2 separate regions of the Mus musculus genome follow, and region 1 is linked to region 2. The links are chromatin contacts, called in public promoter capture Hi-C maps. All regions are on one chromosome and are shown on one strand. The core of a region is the stretch at or near the end of the contact, and the rest is flanking DNA. Distances in the headings are between cores, read along the strand shown. Region 1 holds the start of Metap1 (methionyl aminopeptidase 1). Region 2 holds the start of 4930539J05Rik (RIKEN cDNA 4930539J05 gene).

Region 1 (6,932 bases), core at 2,833-5,332, 3.1 Mb before region 2:
GAATGAAATTGCAGGGTTCAGCTGGCAACCAGGCAGTTAGCTATTGCAAGAGGGCCAAGGCCCAACGTAAGGAATCATGACAGAAGGGGCTCATAAATTGAGCCAGAGCCACACATAAACAACATGTTTTGAACATTGCAGGTGATATATATATATATATATATATATATATATATATATATATATTCCCCAGTTTGGGTTTGTTTGATATAGGATCGGTTTTGTAGATATGCCAACTTCTTCATGGTTCATATAAGAAAATGTACAAAATTGATTTGTACTTTCCTGTATATTTTCTGTATATTAGACAACATGTTTCTCCATTGTAAGGTTACTGTCTTTCCTTTTAAATGTTTTATAGGGAATTATATAATGAGCTATGTAAAGATATGGTGAACTGCAAAAGCCCTTTGATTCAGCAAGTGAAAGAGGAGACACACAAAGTCCTAGGGTGCTTACTGATACCTTTATAGTAAATGACAATTAAAAATAGCCTGTATTCCCATTATTAGTGTCTTTGGTTTAGAAAATTATTCATACAATAGAATATATGCAGTCACTAAAGTCTGAGAGAAAAGTGTATTAGTAACAATAAAAATAAGTCTACAATACAGTAATGAAAGCAAGTAAATACATTGCATTATATGGTTCAGTTAAAATATATTTTATAAATTTGTGTGGTATATATGTGCATTTGCACCTGGGTTGTGTGGTGGTCTGAATAGGTTTGACCACCGTAGATCCATGTGTTTGACTGCTTCGCTCATAAGGGAGTGGCACTATTAGGAGGTGTGGTCTTGTTGGAGGAGGTACATCACTGTGTAGGCGGGCTTAGAGGTCTCCTATGCTCAAGCTTCACCCAGTGTGGAACAGTTTCTTTTTGGCTGCTTTCCGATCAAGATAAGAACACTCAGTTCCTCCAGCATCCTACCTGCCTGCATGCTGCCATGCTTCCCGCCATGATGGCAATGGACTAAGCCTCTAGAACTGTAAGCCAGCCCCAATGAAGTGTTTTCTCTTATAAAAGTTGCCTTAGTCATGGTGTCTCTTCACAGCTATAACACTGACTAAGGCAGGGTGCATGTTGGGAATCAGAGGACAACTTTGTGCAGTTACCTCCCCCCTTCCACCTCTCCATACGTTCTTGGACTGGGGTCACGATGTTTGAAGGGCAAGAGCTCTTACCACTGAGCCATCTTGCCAGTCTTCTCTATATATTTTATACGTATTAGGACTTGATGAGCCTTTCAGTTGTGACCCTTTTTGCCTGTGACCCTATTTACCCAACCTTAAGTATAGAGGTATATATAACCGTATACAAACCAGACATTCACTGATAGTAAATTCCAAAGACCTTTACTTTGGTTCTTTAGGGCCAGTAAGATGGCTCAGCTGGTAAAGGCACTTGATGCCAGGTCAGCCTGTGTGTATTCCATCATTGGGAGTCACATGGTAAAAGGAGAGAAACAACCCTCCAACATGTCCCCCGACCTCCAAATGCCTGCCACAGTGTGGGTCAACACAACATACACATACTATTCTTTTTCATATGTAGAATAATTTTTAAAGGATATTTAAAATATATTTTAATTCATGTGTATGTATCTGTGTGAGTATCTGTGTGTGTACAGATGACCATGGGCAGCAGAAGAGGGAGAAGGACCCCCAGGGGCTACAGTCACAGTGGTTGTGAGCTACCTGACACAGGTGCTGAGAACTGAACTCAGGTCCTCTGCAAGAGCAGGAAGCTCTCTTAAGTGCTGAGCCATCTCTCCAGCCCCTAGAAAAATTTAACATAATACCTTTTATTAAAGATAAGAGCAAATTTGCTCTATTGAGACATGTGTGCTTGTTTATTCTACATAAAGAAATCTAGAACTGGGTGTAGTAGCTCTTGCCTTTAATCCCAGCACTCAGGAGGCAGAAGTGGATCTCTGTGAGTTGGAGGCCAACCTGGTCTACAGAGCAAGTTACAGGACAGCCAGGACCAGGACTACAGAGAGGAAACCCTGTCTAGAAAAACCAAAGAACAACAATGGGGGGGGGGGAGAGAGAGAGAGAGAGAGAGAGAAGAGAGTGGGGGAGAGGGAAGGAAGCTTGGTAGAATATTTGACACTATAGGTCATAAAGTATCTTTAGTTTTTCATAGTTGATTAGTATCTTTTTTTTTTTTTTTTTGGTTTTTCGAGACAGGGTTCCTCTGTGTAGCCCTGACTGTCCTGGAACTCACTCTGTAGACCAGGCTGGCCTCAAACTCAGAGATCCGCCTGCCTCTGCCTCCTGAGTGCTGGGATTAAAGGCGTGTGCCACCACGCCCGGTTTGATTAGTATCTTGATTTATAGTTGTCAATGTTGAGAACGCTGTTTCTCATGGTTCAAATAGCAGAAGTCTCTTTTTGTCTGTTTAAAAAATTGTTGGAAATTCTGTTCAATCCAAACCAAAGACCACTTAATAACTTTTTCAAAATGAAATTAAAGTCAGTAACTCAAAACAGCAATGCCTGGACGCAAATATTCAATTCTCTATGCAGAGTTCTAGCCACTATAGGATTGCTGCTATTGAGGCTAACTCAATCCAAAGACAACCTGATTGGATACATAATGAAGAATGACAGAAGAATACTAGATGTCTCTGTCTTCTGTAAAGAAACCAGGATGTGTTTGTCACTGCCTATGTGACAGCACCCGCAATACAGAGTGTACGTGCAGTGGATGCAGGATCAGACTGCAGAGAAGTCCAATGCACATGCTGAGTGTTGCGTTTAATTCTGAAATAACTTTTGGTTGTTAGGCTGTCAAAAACTGCTTACTATTGCCAAAAATTTTGTTACTCCATATTTAGAAGTTGAGAGCCACAGTTTAGGAAGCTGGGATTTATACAGTTAGATGTCATATACAAACATATACACATATGCAGTCACTAATTTTCTTAAATGTATACATTTTTATTAAAAGTTTACAGTGGTTGGTTATACAGGAAAAGTTATTCAAGAAAACATGAGCTTTTCTGGTGTATTAAGGTGGAAAAGATTTTTTTAAAAGTCACAGCATTCCTCTAGCAACAAACAAACAAAAAAAAAAAATAGAAAACGGCAGTTGTTGTCTACTGATTATGTGTTTGAAAGATTTAGGCTACCGGGTTGTATCTGATAAACTCTAGAGCCTTTTAATTCTCGCATTTCTTTTCTTTTCTCTTTTGGTTTGTTTTCTGAGACAGGGTTTCTATGGGTAACCCTGGCTATCCAAGAACTTACTCTGTAGACCAGGCTGGCCTCCAACTCAGAGAGATCTGCCTGCCTCTAGATCTGAGTGCTAGGTTTAAAGTTTGGCATGCGCTACCACTACCCGGCTAACCCCCCTCAATTCTTGATTGGTGGAATTCGCTCAAACTATAAAATCAGATAATATATATATATTTTAAATCATCGATATTGAACTATCTGGCAGCTACTAGCGCTATGTATTTCAATAGCGGGGTGTGGAAAGACATGAGGAAGAGCGTATTTCAGTCCCATCTCGGTCCATTGATATTTTTTTAAGAATGAGCGTAATTTTTTCTTTCTTTTTTATTTTGAGGAGAACACTGGCAGAGAGAAGCGGAACTCAGAAAAGGGAATTAGTCCCCAAGAAGCTCCCGGCGAACCAAACTGAGGAATCCACGCCCTTCCCAACCACCTGCGAGTGAATGAAACACCGAAGGCTCAAGAATTTCACGCTCGGGGTCCCAACGTCATGGGGTGTAGGATCTCCGCTGACCCCACGTGGCGTCGCCGCCACCGCAAGCCTTGGGGCGGGGCAGGGGAGGCGGCGTAAAGGCTGCCGGGCGGGTCGCCACTACGCGTGCGCGGAGAGGGCGTGGCTGTCAGGGCGGGGGGTCGGCCGAACCGGAGGGAGGGGCGGGGCAGCAGGTGAGCGCGCGCTAAGGGGCGGGGCCCTGGCCGCGCGTGCGCGGAGGGGGGCGGGGGCGCGCTGCGTAGGGGCGGGCCCTGGTCCTCCCGGTCCGGCGCCTAGGCCTGCCATCGGAGCTCCTCCCCGGCTGGGTCCCTCTCCCCGCCCTGTGGCGGTTCCTCCCTCCTCCGGCAGCCAGGCAGCATGGCGGCGGTGGAGACGCGGGTGTGCGAGACGGACGGCTGCAGCAGCGAGGCCAAGCTCCAGTGTCCCACCTGCATCAAGCTGGGCATCCAGGGCTCGTACTTCTGCTCGCAGGTAGCCGCCCACCCCGCGCCCCTCCGGTCCTCCGCCTCTGGGCCTTGTCGCCTCCCGCTCGGGCCTCCGAGCGGCCCGGGCCTCGGGAGCCGGGAGCCCGGCCGCCGGCGCTCTCGGGGGCGGAAGCTGACCTGCGGCGGGTTCGGGCCAGGCCTCCGCGGTCCCGTGGGCGGCCAGGTGTGTGCGCAGGTAGGGACGCGCGGGAGCCGGTAGCCCAAGACCTCCGCCGAGCCGGGGTCGGGTCTGGACGCCGCTGGCCGCGCTCCCGGGGCTTCTCTCCGGTGTCTCTGCAATCCCGGACGGAGACGGAAGCGACCTGCCGGGGCCTGGGGGTGGCTGCAGTCTCCCGTAGAGGAGAGCTGTTTCAGTCTCACTTCTTTTGTGTTTTACTACCGCGCTTTGACATTTAAGTAACTTTGAGTGTAGGCGTGGAGAGAGGTCGGTGTAATTCATTCTTTTCCGTTGGCATCTCAGATTATTAATTTGAGAACCGGTAAGGTAAAGAGATGAGTCACTTCTGTTACTGAAGTTCCTGGAGTAGAAAGGACAGTCCCGCAGGGGTTGTGCTTCAAGGCTCCGACGTAGTTTTTGTGCAACTGAGCAAACCTAGCACTGAGTGGGGCCCTGACAGAAGTGTGTATTTATTGAACAGTATTTGTGTCCCATCGCGTTTCTAGACTCAGAATAATGGCAAGGCAAGTAGTAGATGGTTATTAGGCTCTTAGTTACAATTTGTTGAGGAGAAGAATATAAGTACGTTGGTAATAAACTGACAGGTTCCTGGGAGAGGGGAGTTAATAGGCCAAAGACCTTGGCATGCTAGTTTTTCTGAGAGCTTGAGTAAGTGAAATTACTTAAGTTCCCCAGTTTCAGTGTTACTCTATACAGAGAGAATGAGGGTACCTTTCATTCTGTATTGTACAAGATTGTGCTGACAATGAAATTAAGGAAGACCCTGTAGCCCTATCATTTAGAGACGTTTTGTTTTTTAAAGGATTCCACTACAATTTAATGCTGGTATCTAGATAAAGTTGAAGAAGAATAATTATGTCACCAGTGGTAAGTGATACATGCCTTTAATCGCAGCACTTGGGAGTCAGGCAGGCAAATCTGTCAGTTCTAGGTCAGCCTGGTGTACAAGCAAGTTCCAGGACGGCCAGGGTTCTGGGGTGGGGGCGGGGGTGGGGTGGGGGGAAGAATAGTTATATGAAAATAGCAAAACCAACTATTTTCTAAGATAAAATAGATGGAAAGATAAAATAAGATGAAGCCAATGATTAAAAGCCTTAGCAATTGTAGTAAACCATTGCAAGAGTCCTTCACTATTGTATGATCTTGCCTTTAGAGAGTATATGACCCTTGACCTTGCTGACATCACTTTCCAAGCTTTGCACTTGGAGGAGAGAGACCTGAAAATAGCCTTGGAGCTATTAACCTGGTGCAGGGCCTCTTGTGGCTTTAATGTTTTCCAGTTTAACTTAGTGAGTTCTGTGTGGAATCTGGATTTAAAACAAAAATTTGCTATGAAAATTGTGTGCCATCTGACTAGATCAATGTATATAGTTCGTATTCAGGGGTTTCAAGTTGAGAGGCGCTAGGTGTGGTGGCATACACCTTTAATCCCGGTGCTTTGGAGGCAGAAGCTGGCAGAACTCTACTAGGCCAACCTGGTTTACCTAGTGAATTTTAAGGCCAGCCCTTGCTAAATAATGAGACTCTTATCTCAAAAAAAGAGAAAGAAAACGAACAAAAAATGGCTGGGCTGGAGAGATGGCTCAGTGGTTAAGAGCACTTTCTGCTCTTTGAGGGGACCTAAGTTCAGTTCCCAGCACCACGTGGTTCTCACAAACTTCTCAGGCACCAGGCACATAGCGCACAGGCACACTTGAAGGCAGAGCATCCATACACATAAAATAGAAATGAAATCTTAAAAACCATTGGGTGGCATGCATGGGTTAATGTGTACTGACACTAGCTCCCAAATTGATTATCCAGTACCAAGAGGTCAGCTCAGAAATCACATACACATTAGGATCCTTATATGGACTGAGAAGGTCATATTTATATGTTTACAAACACACACACACACACACACACACAAACACATACACACACACACACAATTACAAAGTTATAGAGGCCATGAAATTAAGAGCAAGGAGGTTTATGGGAAGGGTTGGAGGGAGGAAAGAGAAGTGGGGAAGACAGCATAGTTACAAATTATGGAATATATAAATGCTTAAAAGCATACTGTCCATCGAGCATAGGTGGCATTCTGTTGGAACGAGTAGAGCATCCGAGATCTCTATGAGTGTAGTCTGTGCTGGAGTCTGTATGTGTATACTAGTATTACTGATAGCCATGAAATCAAATATACCCACTCCCATGGCTAGCTTGTGAAATTTGTCACTGAGTCAGTTGTAGCAGTTCCTCTCTCCACTGTAATTCCTCACTTTATAGACGAACCACTCAGACAGGACCAGACTAGGTCTGAGTGTCCGAGTCGGCTTTCCCACGGTTGGCTCCTGCATATGCAGTAATGAGCTTCTTACTGTTGTAGGTTCTGAGTCCACATTAGAGCAGCTCTTCTCACACGAGGCGGGTCGCCTGCTGTAGTAAGGGCTGTGTCCATATTCTTTACTTACCCAAAATAGTGTCCTCTGGAGTCACAGCTCTTCTGTCAGCCCCACCTTGATGGAGTCACTGTAACTTTTCCTAAACACAGT
Region 2 (6,834 bases), core at 1,127-3,626:
CACAGAACTCTTTAAAAACTGTGTTACTAAGCCAAAGTTTCTAATACCGAACCTTCCCATTTTGTCTTTTCTATTAAGACTGAGTTTATTCTGCACAACATTTTTTTCAAGTTAGCTGTAAATACTCCACCCTCTCGATTGTGAAAGAACCAAATACAAAACACACACACACACACACACACACACACACACACACACGCACAGAAACTTAGTCTGAGAGTTTGAATTTAGGTTAAGTCTTGGGGGCAGAGGCTGTGAGAGCTCCCTACAACAGAATAAAAAAACGTTTAACGCTAACAGAGAACATTATCTTAAATAGTTAGAAAAGGAGATGCCGGAAAGAACCCGAGCCAGTTAAAGCAGCCGCCATCTTAAAATGCGGGATAGAAGTTAGAGCAAGAAAATGAGACTAAACCACCGGAGAGGTGGATCCACTCGCAAAATATTTCTGAAAAAAATTCTAGTTCTTGCCAACTTAAATTGACAACTTATCAAACTATATCGATTTGCTCAAACAAGCCTCCTTAAAGATGGGTTTTAAGCAAAAACAGTCTCCCCATCCAGTTTCCCTGCACTGTCAACCCCCACTCCCCCCAGGATCTTTCAGAAGGCTTTTACAGGGTTCCCAGTGCCTCAGATAAATAGCTTCGGGTGAGAGCAGCGACCACACAACACAGGAAGTGGCAACAGTGTCGGTCCACCTCCTCCCAACCCTACTTACTCTTGTGTAACTGCCCAGATTTGGTTAAGCTTCTGAACAGACTTCGTCACCACATTTTAGCGAACTGAGGTATGTTTGTCATACCCAGACTCTCAGTCAAGTTTGGAACAAAACGTTTTTCATCTGTTACATTCCTTTCTTTTGAATGCCAATAAGCCTTAGCAGCTGTAATAAGTTTTGAAGAACCAAGACTAGGAAGCAGCACCATGACATTAGCCGAGGGCCTGTACACAATTCTACTTCCCAAACCTGACTCTTAGGCAAAAAACCGAGGAGCCTAATAGCCACGCTCCCTCACCCATACTTACAGATTCTAGTGAAAAAAGCTAACATTTCGCTTACCCAAACCATTCAGTTCCCTATCTTACAGCTCATTTCAAAGTGCACCTGCCTTTCCTTAACCCAAGAAAAGGTATTTTCAGAATTGTATCCACCACCAGACCCACGCTTTTTTTCCTCTGGGCCCCAAGCCTCCTTTCTTCCCACAACCCTGTCCGCACCATTTAGTCCAAACTGCTCACCTTATTAATCCGTTTCAGCGCCATAGTCTGTGCTTTTCGCCGGGCTCCTCACTATCCCGAGGTGTACTCAAAGGTCCGGCCAAAATTCTTGATTATCCCGGCGGCGGGGAAGGGTTGTCTCTTCTTCTCACACCGGCTCTGCCAGACACAGGCGCCTTTTTGCAAAAACGGAGCAGGTCAGCGACTCGCCAGGGCCTCGGAGAAACCCTGCTGACTCCAGAACCCTGAAAACCGCCGCGATCCCGGCAGGGCGGGGCGGGGTGGCGGAGCCACCAGCTACCGAGATCCGCGCTTCGCCCCAGAGAGGGCGAGAGGGTGACGGGAAGCGCCGAGAGGTGGTTACAAGTTTAACTTCCCGGCCTCTTGAAAGGAAGACGAGCCCCGGGTGGGAGAGGAAGAGGCGGAGGAGAAAGGGGTGGGTGCGGGGCAGGGTCCAGAGCCGGGCAGAGGAGGAGCCGGGGCCTAGTCGGCGCTAGGCCGGCGTCACTCGGGCAGAGAAAGGCAAGGGGGAGGGGAGCGGGCGGCTCCGGACCGACGCCGGGCTCCTTTCGGTTTCGGCTCCAAGGGACAGCGAGCCAGCACAAGGCAATGGGCCCCGGGTGCGCTCCCGTCCCCACGGCGAGGGCTGTTCTGGGTCGCCCCTGACACCACCGTACTCTCCGCCTCGCAGCGCGCTCCTGCGTGCGCGCGCCCGCCCGCTCGCTCGCCCGCCACCTCGCCACCACGCGCCCGGCGGCCGCGGAGCTCCGGCGCGAGGACGCGCCCATGCCCCCTCCCCCTGCGGCCGGGCCCCGGCTCCGCCGCCGGCCTCTCCCCACCCTACCCCACCCAGCCGCGAGGGCTGCCCGCTCGGGCCGCCCACAGCCCCCCGGGCACCGCGCCGGCCCCGGCCCGTCTCCCTCCCCTTTCCCGAGCTGTCCACACCCACGCGTACAGAGGGCCGGGGCCTCCCTCGAGCTGCGGCCTCGGCCTCCTCCCCGCGCGGCAGCTGGTGCCTCCCCGGCCCTACGGGGCTCACGCGCACGGCACAGCCACAAGATGTCCGCTCTGACGGAACTACTGCCAGCTGCCACGCTCCGCCCCTCCCCCCGCCTATTCACCGCCGCGTATCCGTCCGCCAACGCCGCCGTCGCGAGCGCGGGGCGAGCCGAGGGGTTCAGGGGGGAGCGGTTTGCTTCCCTCGCTCGGGCCGAGTGGACGTGCCGCCCGCTTGCCGTCTCCCTGTCGGAACAGCACCTTCTCGCTAAAGCGATCGGAGGTCGGGCCGGGAGGGCGGGGGACGGAGGCGGGTCATGGGCTGAGGGGGAGGGTAGGCGAGTGGCGGAAACCCTTAAATTCAGAGAAGCATCGAGAACCGGAAGGAGACCTTAGGAGGAAGGTAATGGAAGCGGCAGCTGCGCGGTCGAGGCCCCACGCCCCTCCCTGAGTGGCCCCCCGTTTCCTCACTTGGGATGGAGGTGGCGGATCTCGCGAGAACCTCGTGGCAGGCTCGCAGCAGCTCCGGGTCTGCAATGACTTAAGGGCAGTTTTGTGCTCTCTTCCTGGCTCGGGACCCGCCCCCAAATCCGCAAGTTATCGCGAGATGCGCCGGCAACCCCCCCCCTGGGCTCTTACTGGGCGGGTCTTGCGAGGGAAGCACCGCCCCTGAGTGCTTATGCTAGTGGGCGGGGGAGGAAATGGAATTCCCCCGACCGGCCGGCCGTCGCGCGCCGACACGGCCCTCCCCCGGGCGTCCAATCGGGGAGGTGCTGTGGGCGGGGCCGCGGGGTGACTAGATGCCTTAGTCAAGGTGGAGCCGGTTCACGGCTTCTGCCGGCCCAGGTGATGGAGATTTCTTCCCGTGCTCCTCAGAGAGGGCTGAGCAGCGCGAAGAAGCTCCCCTCAAATTAGGAACAGCAAATTAAAAGATCCAGGCTGAGTGCTGATCGCACCGCCAAGTGCGGACACATGCGCGTTGTTAACCCCGAGGGGCCAATCTGAGAGCAGCGGCCTGCAGGGTTCTGCGTTTGCATAGCCTTAACAATACAGCTTTATTGTGATCGGATTGGGTAGAGCCTTAGGTATGGAACCGCAAGAGGAATATCCTAGAATCGTCTTTTCCTTCTGCTGTTTCAGTTTTTGAGCCCCAAAGTGACAAAATACTAGGGAATCGGTCTGGATTAAATCCTGGGGGTGAGATCTGTTAAGTGTGCCACTGCCCTGTTTTAGTCTGCCCTGCATAAAATGTAGAGGGCCGTTTGTCATCGAGAGTACTCTTTGGGTAAAAAGTAAGACTTTAACTTTTGAAAGACATTCAAAAAGATCAATATGTTTAGGTTTTCTAGCATCCTTAAACGACCCTACTTAAAGTGGAGGTCCTTCAGGACTACGTGGAAATAATTTGAATTTTGAGAACCTGTTGCAGGCAATATTCCGCAAGTAAAATGATAAAAGTCAATGTATAGCCGAAGAGTGACGGTGTATACCATAGGTAATATCACTGGAGCAGTTAACGGAATGCAGCTGCCTCAGCTACTCGCCATAGGAACCACCTGGAGTCTTGTTTAAAATGCTGATTTTATTTAGTAGGCCCGAGATTATACTTACAACAAGCAGCCAAGTGATAGAGATTACTTCATCAGAACCATTTTCTGAGTTAGTAAACCCTCAGTACTTACCTCGTGCCCTACGGGACACCTCTGACTTTCTCCTCCCTGAACAGCCCATTGTTCTCTCCTGGCTAACCAGTAGACACAAAGCAAAGAGCTAAGCATGGGGGTGGGAGGAGAACCCCAGATCTGAGTTCTTGCTTACGGCTTTCTATTTATGATAGTGGTCTGGTTCCACATATTATAGTTTTGTTTCTTCACCACCAAGTTAGATGTAATAATGCCCGCCCTTTGTCACTGAGTTGCTGTGTTTTAAATGTCATAATGTGAAAGGACACTGTAGGCTGTTACTGGTTATATCAATGCTGTTTTAAGATAGCGTACAAATAATGGGTTTCCCTGTGACAGTGTCATGTATATGTCACACTTTGTTCTTGTTACCCCCTACACACACTGCTGCTCCTCCTTGCTATCAGTCACAACTCAGCTATTTAACTGGCCAGAGAGAAATATGAAACATTTTGAAATATATGTATATATAATAAAATAGATTATATCTATGAAAATTATGTGCCGGGCATGACACTTGTTTTCTTTTACAAATGAAGAAACTGGGCACAGATTGCTATTACACCAAGGGGACAGAGCTATTAAGTGGGAGAAGTGGAATTTGAATGTAAGTATTCAATTTCAGAGTACTTACTGGACTGAGTCTTATAGAACACGAAGTTTTCTATTTGTGTTTTAAATTGACAGCTGAATTCGTTTGTTTGGCTTCTTTTCCCCTTTGTTTTGTACTTTCAGAAGCCAGGGTGCACAGATTAGTGAGGAACCTAACTGGAACCTACCAACTAGAAACTCAACATACAGGGAGGACAATGAAGTAACCTTCAAAGAAACCAGTTCCTGTTGCCCTAATCTAACAAGTTTCAACAAAGAAGTACACTAAAACTTTACTGCTATGCAATAAAGCACAGCAAACTGGGAAAAATTGTGGTCAGAGTTCTTATATCTAAAAGTATGTGGGCAGTTCAGTAGAGCTGTTGACCCTGCTCAAAATAATGTTTCATATGTGAAAACACCCTCACATACACTGAAATTCATACTCTAGAGTGAGACATTGGAAGTAGTCAGTTTTAAAGAAAAGCAAACATGGTATGAGTAATTTTAATAGACACTATACTAGGTCTAGGACTATAGGTCAATTGGTACAGTGTCTGTTTAGCATGCATGAGGCCCAAGGTTCAGTTCCTAGCACCTATGAACAGGAATGGAGCCGCACAGCCATAATCCCAGCACTTGAAGTTGAGTGGGGCTGGGGGTTGGAGTGTCTCCTTACCTTGTATCTAGTTCAAGGTCTGCTTGAGATGTGTAAGACCCTAACTGAAGAAATAAAACACAGTAGGGTCTAGTTGGTTAATAAAGACCCAAACTTTGAATTGATGATAAGGTAAATGGTGTGTCTAGTATTTATTAGAATTGTAATGTGGTGATACAAACTTACACACATGAAAAGTAGGTTTGGCTAATACTCTGTGTTTATCTCCTACATCATTAGTTGAAGACATGCAAAGTGATTAGGAAAAGATAAGATACAGAATTTTAACTGGGCATAGAATTGAAGGCCTGTAATCCCAACCTTTGGAGGTAGACGCAGAACCTAAGAGTTTGATGACAGGAGTTGGAGAGATGGATGAAGAGTTAAGAACTCTTGTTGCTCTTCCAGAGAACCAGGTTCAGTACCCAGCATCTTCATGGTGGTTCACAATCATCAGTAACTCCAGTTCCAGTGGATCTGATGCCTTCTGGCCTCCGTGGGCAACAGGTATGCATGTAAGATAGAAATACATATTAAACACACACACACACACACACACACGCACACGTAGGTAAAACATTCATACCATAAAAATTTGAGGCCAGCATATATGACTACACTGTCTAAAACAAAAAAAAAGTGTACCCTTACTCAATATATACCATATACAGAATAAAGTATTTATATGAATTTCTATTTGAAGTTCATTTGCATATCCTGCAAAAAGGTGATTTGAAGCCTAAGTGAAACAAATATGTGGTTTTCATAAAAATACAACTAATTTTATACTCTAATTTAAAATATCATTTTGTAAGGTTGAGTGAACTTCCTTCAGGGAGTTGTATTTGGCTGGGCGTGGTGTCATCCCTCTAATTCTGGCACTGGGGAACGGAGGAAGGAGCGCACCAGCTAGAGCCAACCTGGGCTATGGAATGGCATTGCTTTTAAACGGAAGCTGTGCTTCATGTTGAGAACAGTATTTTGACATTAAATTGGTAGGGTTCAGGCTGTAATGAGCCATGCACAAATCTTTGTGATTAAAAAATAGTGTTTTTCTCCATACAAAACATATATATAAATGTTCATAGTAGTTAAATCATAACATTCAAAAACAAGCAACCCAGATCCTTTCCAGTTGATTTAGGTTATTCATCAATGAAACAGAATTGCACTGAACAGAAGAGAATGCTGGCATATAGTAGCACACACTTGTAATCCTAGGAATAAGGGAGGATCGTGAGTTTTAAGGTCGGCCTGGGCTACTCCTGAGGTCTAGGCCAGGCTAGATGAGGTATGCAGAAAGAAGTGGGAAGGAAAACATTACAAGCCCATTTAAACTATTCGTGAAGGAATCCCAGCAAACGAAAATGGAAGCAAGAAAGCTTTTTTTCCTTTTTTTGGCATGAATATACTTTCTTATACATATGTGTGTGCACACAATTAAGCAATCACCTTTCTTACTGCCATCTTATACAAGACTTATTAGCACTTCATCAGTATTTTAAATATTGTTAATTTCATCGAGTAGTCCAGTTAGAAGAAAAGTAAATATTACTCAAGGGCCTTGTCTGGGGAAGGGACAGTGCCCCCAAAGCAATATGTAAAATACTATGATGCCCAACCTTGATGGAACACTCAGCTTGACTGGGTAGAGGGATGCCCACATGGTTGGTAAAACATTATTTC

The links. Promoter capture Hi-C pulls out the DNA fragments that hold promoters and counts their contacts.
Region 1: a contact with region 2 is called in a promoter capture Hi-C map of pre-B cells. The contact joins the promoter of Metap1 here to the promoter of 4930539J05Rik in region 2. A contact is called at or near these places in 4 of 39 promoter capture datasets (cranial neural crest, frontonasal cranial neural crest, liver and 1 more) and 1 of 484 Hi-C or Micro-C datasets (embryonic stem cells).

What each region holds. Positions count from the first base shown.
Region 1 is chr3:138,486,532-138,493,463 of GRCm38.p6, reverse strand. Metap1 (methionyl aminopeptidase 1) reads left to right here and starts at 4,082. Exons shown (of 11, transcript NM_175224.4): 1 at 4,082-4,206. The coding sequence starts at 4,093. It overlaps Gm32553 (a long non-coding RNA gene), which reads left to right and starts at 5,403. Exons shown (of 2, transcript XR_001784010.2): 1 at 5,403-6,932.
Region 2 is chr3:135,434,207-135,441,040 of GRCm38.p6, reverse strand. It overlaps 4930539J05Rik (RIKEN cDNA 4930539J05 gene), which reads left to right and starts at 2,376. Exons shown (of 3, transcript NR_030689.1): 1 at 2,376-2,620; 2 at 4,439-4,506; 3 at 4,635-4,821. It overlaps Ube2d3 (ubiquitin-conjugating enzyme E2D 3), which reads right to left and starts at 1,915. Exons shown (of 7, transcript NM_001356597.1): 1 at 1,243-1,915. The coding sequence starts at 1,266.